Regions from separate parts of the Zea mays genome. Here all the other regions are linked to region 2. Evidence: chromatin contacts called from public Hi-C data. All regions are on one chromosome and are shown on one strand. The core of a region is the stretch at or near the end of the contact, and the rest is flanking DNA. Distances in the headings are between cores, read along the strand shown. Region 1 has its middle 3.5 kb from the start of LOC103638311. Region 2 holds the start of LOC103638319 (leucine-rich repeat receptor-like protein kinase PEPR1). Region 3 holds the start of LOC103638337 (acyl-[acyl-carrier-protein] desaturase 6, chloroplastic-like).

Region 1 (4,018 bases), core at 203-2,702, 280 kb before region 2:
CTTCATTTATCTCAGGTCACATGGCAACCATACAACACACCTGAGTTGGATGGGATGATCTTTAGCTCAGTATGCAATATCGATGAGGAAATCTATAGGATGCAATGTCCTATGATCTGTTTCTGGTATGTTGAGTGGCACCTACCGCACAAGGTTGAGAGGCAGTTTGGTAGGAATCAGATATGGCCGGTTGAAGATATTCCAAGTTCTAGGGAGCTGCACAAGTAAGTTTGCAATATGCAAATTATTCCAGTTGACTTCGTTACATCAATCATTTGTAAAATTTTTTGTATTTTTTAAATGATATGGTTTGTGTGTAGATTTGACTGGCGGAAGCAAAAAAAAGATAACAGACTTTCGTCAACATCATCTGGCATTTATTGAAGAGTGGGATTTGGCTGTGGAGAATGTGCATGAAAACGATGAGTTGCACAACAACAATGACTACATGCGGTACCAAGCTTGGTACCAGGGTGCGACTCGTTGTAAGCTTCGTCAGTAGTGGACAGCGGATCACTACGCCGACATTGATTCTTCCGACGATGAAGACACGGAGTACGACCAGACCACTAGACTAGGAAGCCAAGTGGAGGCGGCACCCATCTTGGATCGAGTGGTAAATTTTAAAATGGTTTCACTCACTTTTAATACTTGACATGTATCAAGTGTATGTTTGATGCAAATTGTGTTGTACAGGGTAACACATTGAGACGCTCGGTACAGGACATTGATCACCAGCTTTTGACTGTGGGCGACAACAGCATGCGTAGCTTCTTGGAGGTAAGCCTACTGCAGTGTTTATAACATTTAGCTTGTTATGATTATAGCTTTGATATGTCGTAAATTAATATGTCTTCGGCGTGCAGCGTTTATCTAGGCGCCTACGTGGAGCTACTGCTTGCCGTAGCTGTAGGACCAATGTTGCACATAATGTTCATGTACCGTCGTATAGCCACACAGCAACGCCGTCCACAGGACTGGGCGTTGGCTTGGACTACGATCAGGACGAGATCGGACCTTCACAGCTTTAGAGGGCTCTTTTGACACAATCAAAACATCGTAGGCGACACTGCTCTCCACAACGTTACACTCTAGGCACCGATACTTTAGACAAGGGTAAGATTAGGAGACGTTGACTTGGACTGTATAGATTTGTTAGGTAGTGTATGCACTGGACAGGACTTGTAATGGACTTGTTTAGCCTCTACGAACTTGTATCTGTGGTCTATTTTTAACGAAGCGCGGTTTTATTATGAACCATCCGATCAATTTCTACGACACAGATTCAATACCCAAAGGGTATGCAAACCATCTAATCATGGCAGTCCAGAACCAGATCAATGGCCAACGGCGCCCCTGGCCATGATCTCAATTGTGATCTCTTATCACACCATCGACGGCTCAGGACGAATTTGGCCGTATTCTTCCTCTAATCTCAGCCCTCGCTCAACATCCAACGGTCACGATGCTTCTTCCGCCATGATGACGTGAGACGGCGATGCCACCCACCCCCACGACAGAGACGTCGCCGGATTAGCCCAATCCGGTGCTCCGGTGCGTGGATTTGCGTGTAGCGAAGTGCAAAATGTTCCCCAAGATGTGAAGAATCAACAGACGGTGTCCTTACCGAGGGGAGCGTCGGAGCAGAGACATCCACGGCACGAGGCAGCTTGCCTGCAAAACCCAACTTCAGTGACAAACTCCGGGTGCTCCGAGGCTTCTCGTTCCTCCACTGGGCTGGCCGCATGTTCTGCACATGGCAGCCAAAATGCCCAGTACCTCTCCACTGGCGGCGCAGCAGGGTAAGCCCGAGTCCCGAGATGGCCGCGACAGCGACGTCCCTTATCTCAGCACGAGGAGTCCAGGTGTTTTTTATAGCGACACGGAAGATCGGATCGGAGGGGCAGAGGGATCGCATCCCATGTGGACGATTCATAACTGAATAACAGAATTCAGTTTGGAAGAAGGATCTAGAGTTTTGGTCCCACCTATCAGTGTCCAGACGAGCGCGCGTGGGTTGAAGGACTGGTGCAGCGACCCCACAAATCGGTGCAACACAGGTTACATTTTATTTTTATTCTTTCTTTCTAAAAAGATATTATACTAGTCGTTACAATGTTATTTAGAAGTCACATAACCTTAACATTAAGATAACTAAATTAAACTAATACTTATACTAGAGTAGACATGATCACATCTTATAGTATTTCAAAACTAGTAGAAACTCTATTATTTCTTATTGAATAAACAATATGTATTTTTGCACATGAACATATGAGTCTTGATATTAAATCTAAATCACACCTTAAGAGCAAAGGTAATTAGATTTTATTTCTAGCTAATCAAAATGTGATCTACCTTTTATTTGGAGAAATACGCTCAACCTAATTATGAAAAACATAATTCAAATTGCATAACAGGAAATATAGAAGTAATAGAAATAGAAATTAAAATTTGCTTATCACAATTACAAAGCTAGTAATACAAACATCATTTCATTTGAGCTCAAATACATATTTTTGAAATAGAGAATCTATTGCAGGGGATCTAAACGAAATTAAAAAGTAGTCTCTAGGTAGAACACAAATTTTGAGTCATCTTCAACCTCTGTTCTTTGTTTCCTTGTGTAGGGAGGTCGGCGAGCTGGGGAGGGGTCGGCGGGTGGTCGAAGCGAGTAGGAGAGGTCGGCAGTGGTCGGTCGAGCAGAAGAGACAGACGGCGGTGGTCGGCGAATGGCATTTCTACGGCGGGTCATCCGGGGCGTCGAGTAGAGGTCGGTCGGTCGGCGGCGGCGGTGGACGACGACAAGGAGAGAGGAGAAGCGTGGGAGAGCTCGGGGTGGCCAAGAATGGATCCACGGCGGTGCAGACCTCTATTTTTAGAAAATGGGAGAGGAGAAAGGGCGCTGGGGACAAGGAGAGGCGAGGAGGCGGCACCATCAAAGCCATGCTGATGACCATGGTGGATGAGGTGGGGGAGAGGGAGAGTCGGTAGCGGTTCCTAGTCGAAGAGAGGCGAGGAGGTGCTGGGAGGCGTTGGGGTGAGCCGAGCGGCGCAGAGGCGTGCCCAGGCGACGATCGGGTAGGAGAAGGGGTCGCAGGTGGGTCCCGCACGCCCATGAGAGAGGGAGGGGAGTGAGTGCGGGAGCGGGTGGCTGGTGGGCCTAGTGGTTCGAGCGGTCGGCTAGGGTATCACTTTTTTCCTTTTTTATTTCGAAATCCCTTACTTTTCTTTTTTAGAACATATAAATAATTATATTTAAATATTTCAAAAGTTATATTTAGTTCACCAACAATATCTATAAATAAAATACTAAACTTTTAGTTTTAGACCTAAGTCTATCATATAAATTAATTGAATTTTGCAATAAAAGGATACAATAAATAAAATCATCAATCGATTATTAGCAAACAAAAAAGCATGCTCAAAAAATAAATGCAACAACCACTTGATTCAAATTTTAATTTACTCAAGAAGATTAATTATATATATATATATATATCTTTATGTCATCGCTTTCTTTTATTCTAAAATCATTTCTCTTTACTAAGTTTAACAAATAATATTGAATTACTTTTAATTGATGGATTTGAGGTGTTACAAAACCTACCCCCTAAAAAGAATCTCGTCCTCGAGATTAGAGAACTTTTGAGAATAACTAGGGGAATTATGCTGAGTTCATCTTCTCTTTCCCAAGTTGCCTCATCTTCTAAGTGATGACTCCACTGAATTTTGCACATGTTGATAACTGTACTTCGGGTAATTCTACGTGATGTTTCTAAAATCTTAAATAGGTTAAGTCCTCATTAACATTCATTTCTTCCATGGGTAATTGTTCCTTAGGTACTCTTAAACACTTTTTGAGTTGAGATACGTGGAACATATCATGCACATCTAATAATCGGTCAGGTAGTTCCAACTGATATGCTACTTCTCCTTTCGTTTCCAAATTCTTGAATGGACCAATATAACTGGGAGATAATTAGCCTTTGACCTTGAACCTTTTCATTCCTCTCAT
Region 2 (4,202 bases), core at 847-3,346:
GAGAGCTTTGGACAGGTACTGAAGGTTCCCTAGGCTGCGAGGAACTGCTCCTTCCAAACGATTGTCACCAAGCTGCAGCTCAATTAAATCCTGTGCTGCAGTGAATGTGTCCGGTATTGTTCCCGTGAGGTTGTTTGCGCTGAGTAGAAGGCTTTGCAGGCGACCAAATGACGTGATTTCTGCAGGTATACTTCCGTTGAGGAGATTCTTCCCAAGATCCAAATGGAGAAGATGTGTACAGTTTCCTAACTCATGTGGTATACGACCTTTAAGCCTGTTTGACGACATGCGCAGAGTCTCGAGCTTTGTTAAAGCACCGAGCTCACGTGGTATTGGTCCAGAGAAGAGGTTATTGGAGACATCAAGCATTGTTAGATTGCGCCATGAACCAAGGACAGCAGGTATCACACCATGGAGCAGATTGCCACTGATGTCCATGTAAGCCAGTCCTATGTTTGTGCTGAAATTCGCAGGTATGGTCCCACTGATGACATTGTTCTTCAGAATTAACCTCCGGAGAGACTCACATTGAACAATTCCAATAGGTAAGCTTCCATTGAACTTGTTGTATCCAAGATCAAGAACGCTGAGTTGACCTCCAGTACAAAGACCAGGTGGAATTTCCCCGTGGAAGTGGTTGCCAGTGAGGTCGACCTGAAAAAGTCCAGGTGTTGTGTTCAACCCCAGGGCCTGCGGCAACACTCCAGTTAAGTTATTGCCGAACAGGGAGATCTCGCTTAGGTTCCTCATTTGAGTGATCTCTGCGGGTAGCTCGCCGCTAAGGCTATTATTGTAGAGGAAAAATATCTGCAGCTGGCTAAGCATGCAAATCTCCGGTGGTATTGTGCCGGACAGGCTGTTGTTCTGGAGCTGTAGCTCAACCAACTCCTGGCACTTCCCAATTTCAGGTGGAATTCTTCCAGAAATGTTATTGTGAGCCATAGAGAACTTCTTTAGGCTGCTAATATTGCTGACGAACACCGGAATTGAGCCATTGAAATTGTTGCGATCCAAGTAGAGCATTTTCAGTGACTGACACTTCCCAATTGCATCTGGCACAGTGCCAGTAAACCCGTTACTGGACACCACCAGTTGTTGTAGACTCAGAGCCTTACCGATGCTCTCTGGCAGCTCCCCGACGAACTTGTTGTCGTCAAGGTAAAGAATCTGCAGGTTCGGCATGGATGAGAAAAAATCTGGCACCTTTCCGCCGATGCCATTGTAGGACAGGTACAAGGTGGTGAGGTTGCCGCAGTTGGCGAGGCTCCGGGGAATCGCGCCGGAGAGCTGGTTGTAGAAGAGGCTGAGGTAGACGATCCTGCACCGTGCAGGAAACTCCGGCAATGGTCCAGACATATTGTTGCTGCTCAGGTCCAAGTAGCTGAGCGACGGGAGCGCGGCGAGATCCGGCGGAATTGTCCCGGAGAGCATGTTGACGCTGAGGTCGAGGTACTCGATGACCGGCGAGCCCGAGCCGGAGATCTCACCGGCGAGCGTGTTGTAGCTGAGGTCGACCTTCCGGAGCTGGCGCGAGGAGAGGAGCTCCGGGGGAACAGCACCGGTGAGGAGATTTCCGCTGAGTAGTAGCGCAGAAACCACGGAGCACGCCGTGAGGGCGGCGGGGACGGGGCCCGTGAAGCGGTTCCGGCTGAGGTCGAGCACGGCGAGCGCCGGTAGAGCGCAGAGCCGAGGCGCGGACGCCGTGAGCGAGCCGGACAACCCCGCTCCGGAGAGGTTAACTGCCGCAACCGCGCCCGTGGCGGTGCACTGGACGCCCAGGAACGCGCAGTGGCTCGACCTGCCGCCACTGGTGGTGGCGTTCGTCGCCCTCCACGACAGGCGGAGGACGCGCCGGGAAGCTGGCGGCAGGGACGCGATGAAGGCGCGCAGGACGGCCGCTTCACTAGCGCCTTCGGACGGCGCCGGCGTAACGGAGAAGGCGATGGTGACAAGGATCAAGAATGCGGCGGCCCAAGACATTGGAGGGAGCTGCAGTATGCTGCCTTGAGCATTGAGTAGGCTGCTGCTGCTTGTTTCTTGGTGTGCCCCGTGCGCGGCGCTTTGAAGGGGGGAACGGGAACAGAGTCAGAGACAGATGACTGGGCATTTGACGGCTGCGGTTGTGTGGTCAGTGGGATAGTGGCGGCAGCATCAGGGAATTGAAGTGGGATTTGGAAATGGGCCCCGCCGGATCGGTGCTGCCGAAAAGGAAGCTGTTGGTGTGCGGTGGTACCCACCGAGACAGGTGGCGGCGCAGTGCGCGTGATTTGATGAGTGGCCGGCGAATCCGGTGTGGTGGTGCGGATGGAAGATGACGGTCAACGGTCCAAGACGTCGTGGTGGGTGACGGACGGCTTAGAGGGGACGATAAGATATGTATTTATTTATTTATTTATTTATTTATGTATGTATGTATTGTAAGACATAGAGAGGACATACAAGTATACAACTCTTTCCGTATCGTGAAGATTGCCGCTTGACATCTATGATTTTTCTCGCAAAAGTTTTTCATATAAGGTCTTTCGGTTATTGATATTTTCATATGGATTGGAGTGTATTGGATAGGATTATGATAGATTTTGACTTGCTATGCATTTAATCCGAACCAATCTCATCCAATTCACATGAATTGACACCAAAACAAAGAAGCCCTAAAGTTTTATGTCTAATGTTTCATCCGTATTTGCATTATTTGCTAACAACCCTTGGTAGCTTATGCGGCGGTTTGGCAATCCATGCCTTGGCTGACCTTGGTGATGGCCCAACCACACTCATGTATGGTGTCACCATATTGAGTATTCATATCACTACTCATCCTCTAGATTACAAATTAGAATTAGAATTGATATTGGCTAGCACCAAATTCGGTTGTTTGGATGATTATAATTAAAAATTACAACTTAACACTAATACCAAGAACTGTTCATTATAGTTCATCCTCTCATCTTCAATATTGAGTCATGGCTGTTAGGGACCTTCGTCTTTCGAAGGTCCTCAAAAAACACGAATAACCCTTTATTTTCAGCATATTATTAAGTATTACAGGAGCTTCATTACCAGAAAAGCTTCGACATAGATCAATGGAAGTACGACGAAGCAAGCTTCGTCTCGATGAAGCAAGAAGGCGGCGTAGGGAGATGTCACACCCGGGTTTCGGGGCACCAAGACCCGGCCGTGAACATAATCACCAGGTGTGCTGGGACCAAGTCTCACACATATGATGAATCATGGCACATGATCGAATGTCACAACTTTACTATATAATAGGAGTTATGTACAAAATAAATAAATAATTACATTATAAGGAGACAACGGCCCAGCAATCCAAAGTTGACTGGGAGACGATGGCCTAGACCTCTCATGAACACATCGCAGCATCCTCCATGCGCCTCATCCTACGGTACTTGTTCTTGACATGTGGGGGTGTGTGAGACAGCAAGAGTGAGCTCACATATGTTCATAGCTCAACAAGTTGTGGGGAATAATGTGCATGAACTCGCCAAAGATGGGAGCTCATGTGAAGTGTAAGGCTTACCAAAGAGGATGATTGAAGTTGAGCATTGCTTTTAAAGTTGATCAAAATTTTATTAGCAATTACTAAGTATAAGTAAATACCAACCCAATTAAGTAGTATAACAAAAGTAACAACAACACCTGCGATGCAATGCATATGACAAATTGAATTTAGTTCCATAAATTAATCATGTGAGTGTTTGAGCTGCTCATGACCGCGAGCACGACTAGTATACCAGTTTTACACTCTGCAAAGGTTGCACATCTTTACCCACAAGTCATGTTACCCATCTGCCAAGAGACAGCCAATCCCATACACCTCTACCGAGGAGGCGAGGCAAGGTAACACTATGAGGCCTTTACAAAGTTCCACTATCTTCAGAAATTCCCGCTACAGTTTATAGGAAGCTCCAGTGCAGGAATCCCTCGCCTGACTGCCATCGCAGCAAAATCAATCCAAGGACCTCCCTACACTGACCACTCCCCTACTACCCTTGCCCCTTTCGGCTAAGGAAGTCATCCACTAGCTTTTCTAGTTAATCAGCCAAGGGCGTCCCATTAAACCCTTGTGGTAGCACTGTTTTCACGAGTGATCGTTCCATGTTCCCATTAACATAATGATCTTAACATGAACAGTAATAATAAATAGAGAATAAAAGTGTAATCATGAATAATGTATCTCCATACCC
Region 3 (3,990 bases), core at 216-2,715, 500 kb after region 2:
TCCTCTTTATCTTGTGCGGCAGCGCGCACAGGTAGTCCCGCGCGCGCCTCCCCTCGCCGGTGAGCCCCGCCGCAAGTTCCTCGACGCCCCACTGCCGTATGAAGTGCTCGAGAATGGCGCGGTAGTCGGAAACCGTGTACGTGCCGGCCTGCTGCGCGATGGCGACGAAGCGAGCGTAGAAGTCGCCGCTGCTGTGGCGGCCGTCGTTGATGAGCACAGTGGGCATGTCGATCCGGCGCCGCATCATGTACGCCATGGCGCGCACGGCGGCGTCCGGGTCGGCCTCGAAGAACTTGCCCACGACGCGGGTGTACGCCGCCTCGTGCCGCTTCTCGTCGGCGGCGACGGTGCCGCAGATGCGCGCGAGAGCGGCGTCCCCGGCCCCGCGCGCGCCCACGAGGCGCGCCGTGTTGCCGTGCGCGATGGCGGTGGCGCGCTCCTGGAAGGCGACGTAGACGAAGCCGTGGAACGGGCTCGCCGGCGCGTGCACTATCACCCCGTCGCGGATGAGGCGCTGCACGGTGCGCTCCACCTCGCGCATGTGGAAGCGGCCCGAGAGGTGCATGTAGCGGTTGAGCACGTCGCCGTGGCGGTTCTCCTCGGCGGACCAGCCGCGGATCCAGCGCGCCCACGCCGTGGCGTCGGCTCCCGTGGCGTCCCGCACGACCTCGAGGCGGTTCAGCCCGCTCGGGTACGAGGGCAGCGCCTCCTCCGTGATCATGTTGGCGACGAGGCAGACGAGGAGGTCGTCCGGCACCCCCGCCGCGGCCGCTCGGAGCTCGAGGCACGCGGCGTGGAAGCCGTCGCTGCCCAGATTCGCCGGGTCCGGTAGCAGGTCGGACGGCTGCCACGACGCCTCCACCGGCTTGAGCAACGGTAGCACGTGCTCTTCCACCCACGGCTCCATCTGTCTCAGCATTTCCAGCCTCTCCGGAGCCAGGTAGCTGCGCCATTCGTCCTCCCCCTCGACCACGTCGTCCTTCTTCTCTCGCCGACGTCCGGCCACGGCCATAGTCGTCGTTCCACTTGCTGTGGTAGCCATATTCCGGCACCTCCTGCTCATTGGACGACTCAGCATGCATGGCATATATGTAGTTGCGTTGCATACGTCAACAATCACTCAACGCAAGACACGTACGTCTGAATTATTAGAAAAAAAACGCAGTTTAATTTGCGGTGGTTGCTTTGCTATGCTGCACTTATTTTGTTATACACGTACCAGTTCCTGCGCGTGATTGTCGCTAGGGCATGGACACCGTTGCCGCCGCTAGCAGCGGCGGTGGCTGTAGGTTGTTTGCATGCACCAGGACCACTCAGTTTACACGACTGGTACCCAAACTTGTAAAAGGCTGATGCCATGATCATTGTGTTGAAACAGCGTGCAGAGGAGATGACTACACTCGAGCCCAGAGAGCCCTGCACCAGGGGTAAAAAAAAAACCAGACTTGGGTTGTTTGTTGCATCTGCTGGCTGCAGCACACTAGGTCCTCGGGGGGCGTTCTTTATAGCTCGAGCAGCTAGATTGGCGCAGTTATTTGCTCAGCGCAGTTGTTTGGTAGGAGTAAATGGCAAGAGTTAATTCAGTCTCAGAGAGGTACTGGCACATGTATGCTACTCATCCACCCTACCAGCCTACCTCGTCGCTCTCGTCCTCTCCTATCTGATTCCGACCCTTTCTCACATGGTTCTCATCAAGGCCAATGAATGCAGGCATTGTTCCCAGTCACCACGCAGTAAAAAAAGACGACGGAAGAATGGATGACTGTTTTCGAATCTGGCAGCATATTTATATATTTTGCTGCTTTCTACTTCATCACGTGCAAATGGAAACTCAACTTCGCGAATATGTCTTATATATAAACTCTTTCCGTCCATCAAAAAGTATAATTCTCGTTTTCGAGTAGTTAAATAGTTCTAACTTTAAACGAATTTATATAAAAATATTAACAGTCTTGATACAAGATAAGTATCATTAGCTTAGTTGTAGAATATATTTTTATAATATATTTATTCGAAGACATAAATATTAATATTATTTACAATAAATTTAATTAAACTTGGGACAATTTAATCTGCATACATCCTATAATTGCATTTTTCACGGACGAAGGGAGTACAAAGTGAGAAAAGAAGCGACATAGTGTCACACTATACCTCTAACAATATTTTCTATATCCCTTATTTATATTTTTTTCATTATAGTCTCCTCTAAAGGCTACTTTGGAAACTAATATCCTCTTGGTATTCCTACCTCTTTCTAGGGTAAGCAATCCTATTAGTTATTTATGAGATGTTTTCTCTTTATGGATTTGGCTTCCCTTGCTTCCAAACTAGCCCTAAAAGTTTTTCTCCTCTATATTTCATTCCTTTTCAGCAGCGTATGTTTTCCATATCTTAGCCTTTATTTGTTAAATACATATATTAGAGACATATTTTTCTCTAGTTTTTGTACACATATAGTTGTCATACCCTCAAATATATTATACATATTTTAATTCTCTTAATCCACTATTTAAATTATTAAAATAGGGAGAAGATGAGAATATATATATATATATATATATATATATATATATATATATATATATATATATATATATATATATATATATATATATATATATATATATATATATATATATATATATATATATATATATATATATATAGAGAGAGAGAGAGAGAGTGCAGGAGTGTTCTCTATATTTAGAGGTTGCTTAGAATGACACCATTTGAGAATATAGAGGATGTAATTTTCTCTAAATATAAGATAGGACATGTTATACATGCTACCTGAAAGTCGCCTAGAGGGGGGTGAATAGGGCGAAACTGAAATTTACAAGATTAATCACAACTACAAGCCGGGTTAGCGTTAGAAATAGAAACGAGTCCGAGAGAGAGGGCGTAAAACAAATCGCAAGCGAATAAAGAGTGTGACACGCGGATTTGTTTTACCGAGGTTCGGTTCTTGCAAACCTACTCCCCGTTGAGGTGGTTACAAAGACCGGGTCTCTTTCAACCCTTTCCCTCTCTCAAACGGTCCCTCAGATCGAGTGAGCTTCTTCTTCTCAAGCAATTGGAACACAAAGTTCCCGCAAGGACCACCACATAATTGGTGTCTCTTGCCTCAATTACAAGTGAGTTTGATCTCAAGAAAGATTGAGAAAGAAAAGAAGCAATCCAAGCGCAAGAGCTCAAAAGAACACAACAAATCACTCTCCCTTAACACTAAGGCTTTTGTGGAATTGGGAGAGGATTTGATCACTTGGGTGTGTCTTGTATTGAATGCCTAGCTCTTGTAAGTAGTTGGAAGGTGGAAAACTTGGATGACTTGAATGTGGGGTGGTTGGGGGTATTTATAACCCCAACCACCAAACTAGCCGTTTGGTGGAGGATGCTGTCGCATGGCGCACCGGACACTGTCCGGTGCGCCAGCCACGTCACCAGGTCGTTGGGTTCCGACCGTTGGAGCTCTAACGTGTGGGCCCGCCTGGCTGTCCGGTGGTGCACCGGACAAGTCCTGTAGACTGTCCGGTGTGCCACTCGCGCGTGCTCTGCTCCTCTGCACGCACTGGCGCGCATTTAATGCGTTGCAGTCGACCGTTGGCGCGAAGTAGCCGTTGCTCCGCTGGCTCACCGGACAGTCTGGTGTGCACCGGACATGTCCGGTGAATTATAGCGGAGCGGGAATTCGAAGCTGGCGAGTTCAGAGTCGCTCTCCTCTGGAGCACCGGACATGTCCGGTGAATTATAGCGAAGCACCTCTGAAAATTCCCGAAGGTGCGAAGTTTGGCTTGGAGTCCCTTGGTGCACCGGACACTGTCCGGTGGCACACCGGACAGTCCGGTGCGCCAGACCAGGGTTGCCTTCGGTTATCCCTTGCTCTTTTTGTTGAACCCATTTCTTGGTCTTTTTATTGGCTAAATGTGAACCTTTGGCACCTGTATAACTTATAGACTAGAGCAAACTAGTTAGTCCAATTATTTGTGT

Evidence for each region. Hi-C and Micro-C count contacts between places; a contact is called where the count stands out from the background.
Region 1: a Hi-C map of leaf mesophyll shows a contact between it and region 2, with 4 times the contacts expected there. The contact joins the enhancer-like site here to the promoter of LOC103638319 in region 2. A contact is called at or near these places in 3 of 25 Hi-C or Micro-C datasets (endosperm, leaf mesophyll and tassel).
Region 3: a contact with region 2 is called in a Hi-C map of ear, with 4 times the contacts expected there. The contact joins the promoter of LOC103638337 here to the promoter of LOC103638319 in region 2. A contact is called at or near these places in 2 of 25 Hi-C or Micro-C datasets (ear and tassel).

The regions. Positions count from the first base shown.
Region 1 is chr1:121,926,904-121,930,921 of Zm-B73-REFERENCE-NAM-5.0, forward strand. No RefSeq gene overlaps it. Among protein-coding and RNA genes, the nearest start is that of LOC103638311, 3.5 kb to the right of the region's middle. Within about 2 kb of position 1,453, at least 16 of the 20 cell types and tissues checked have an H3K27ac peak or open chromatin away from gene starts, as enhancers often do. A contact at or near this core is called in leaf mesophyll and tassel, where this site is marked.
Region 2 is chr1:122,208,306-122,212,507 of Zm-B73-REFERENCE-NAM-5.0, forward strand. It overlaps LOC103638319 (leucine-rich repeat receptor-like protein kinase PEPR1), which reads right to left and starts at 2,097. Exons shown (of 2, transcript XM_008661268.2): 1 at 1-2,097. The coding sequence starts at 1,980.
Region 3 is chr1:122,704,110-122,708,099 of Zm-B73-REFERENCE-NAM-5.0, forward strand. LOC103638337 (acyl-[acyl-carrier-protein] desaturase 6, chloroplastic-like) reads right to left here and starts at 1,466. Exons shown (of 2, transcript NM_001346942.1): 1 at 1,220-1,466; 2 at 1-1,055. The coding sequence starts at 1,365.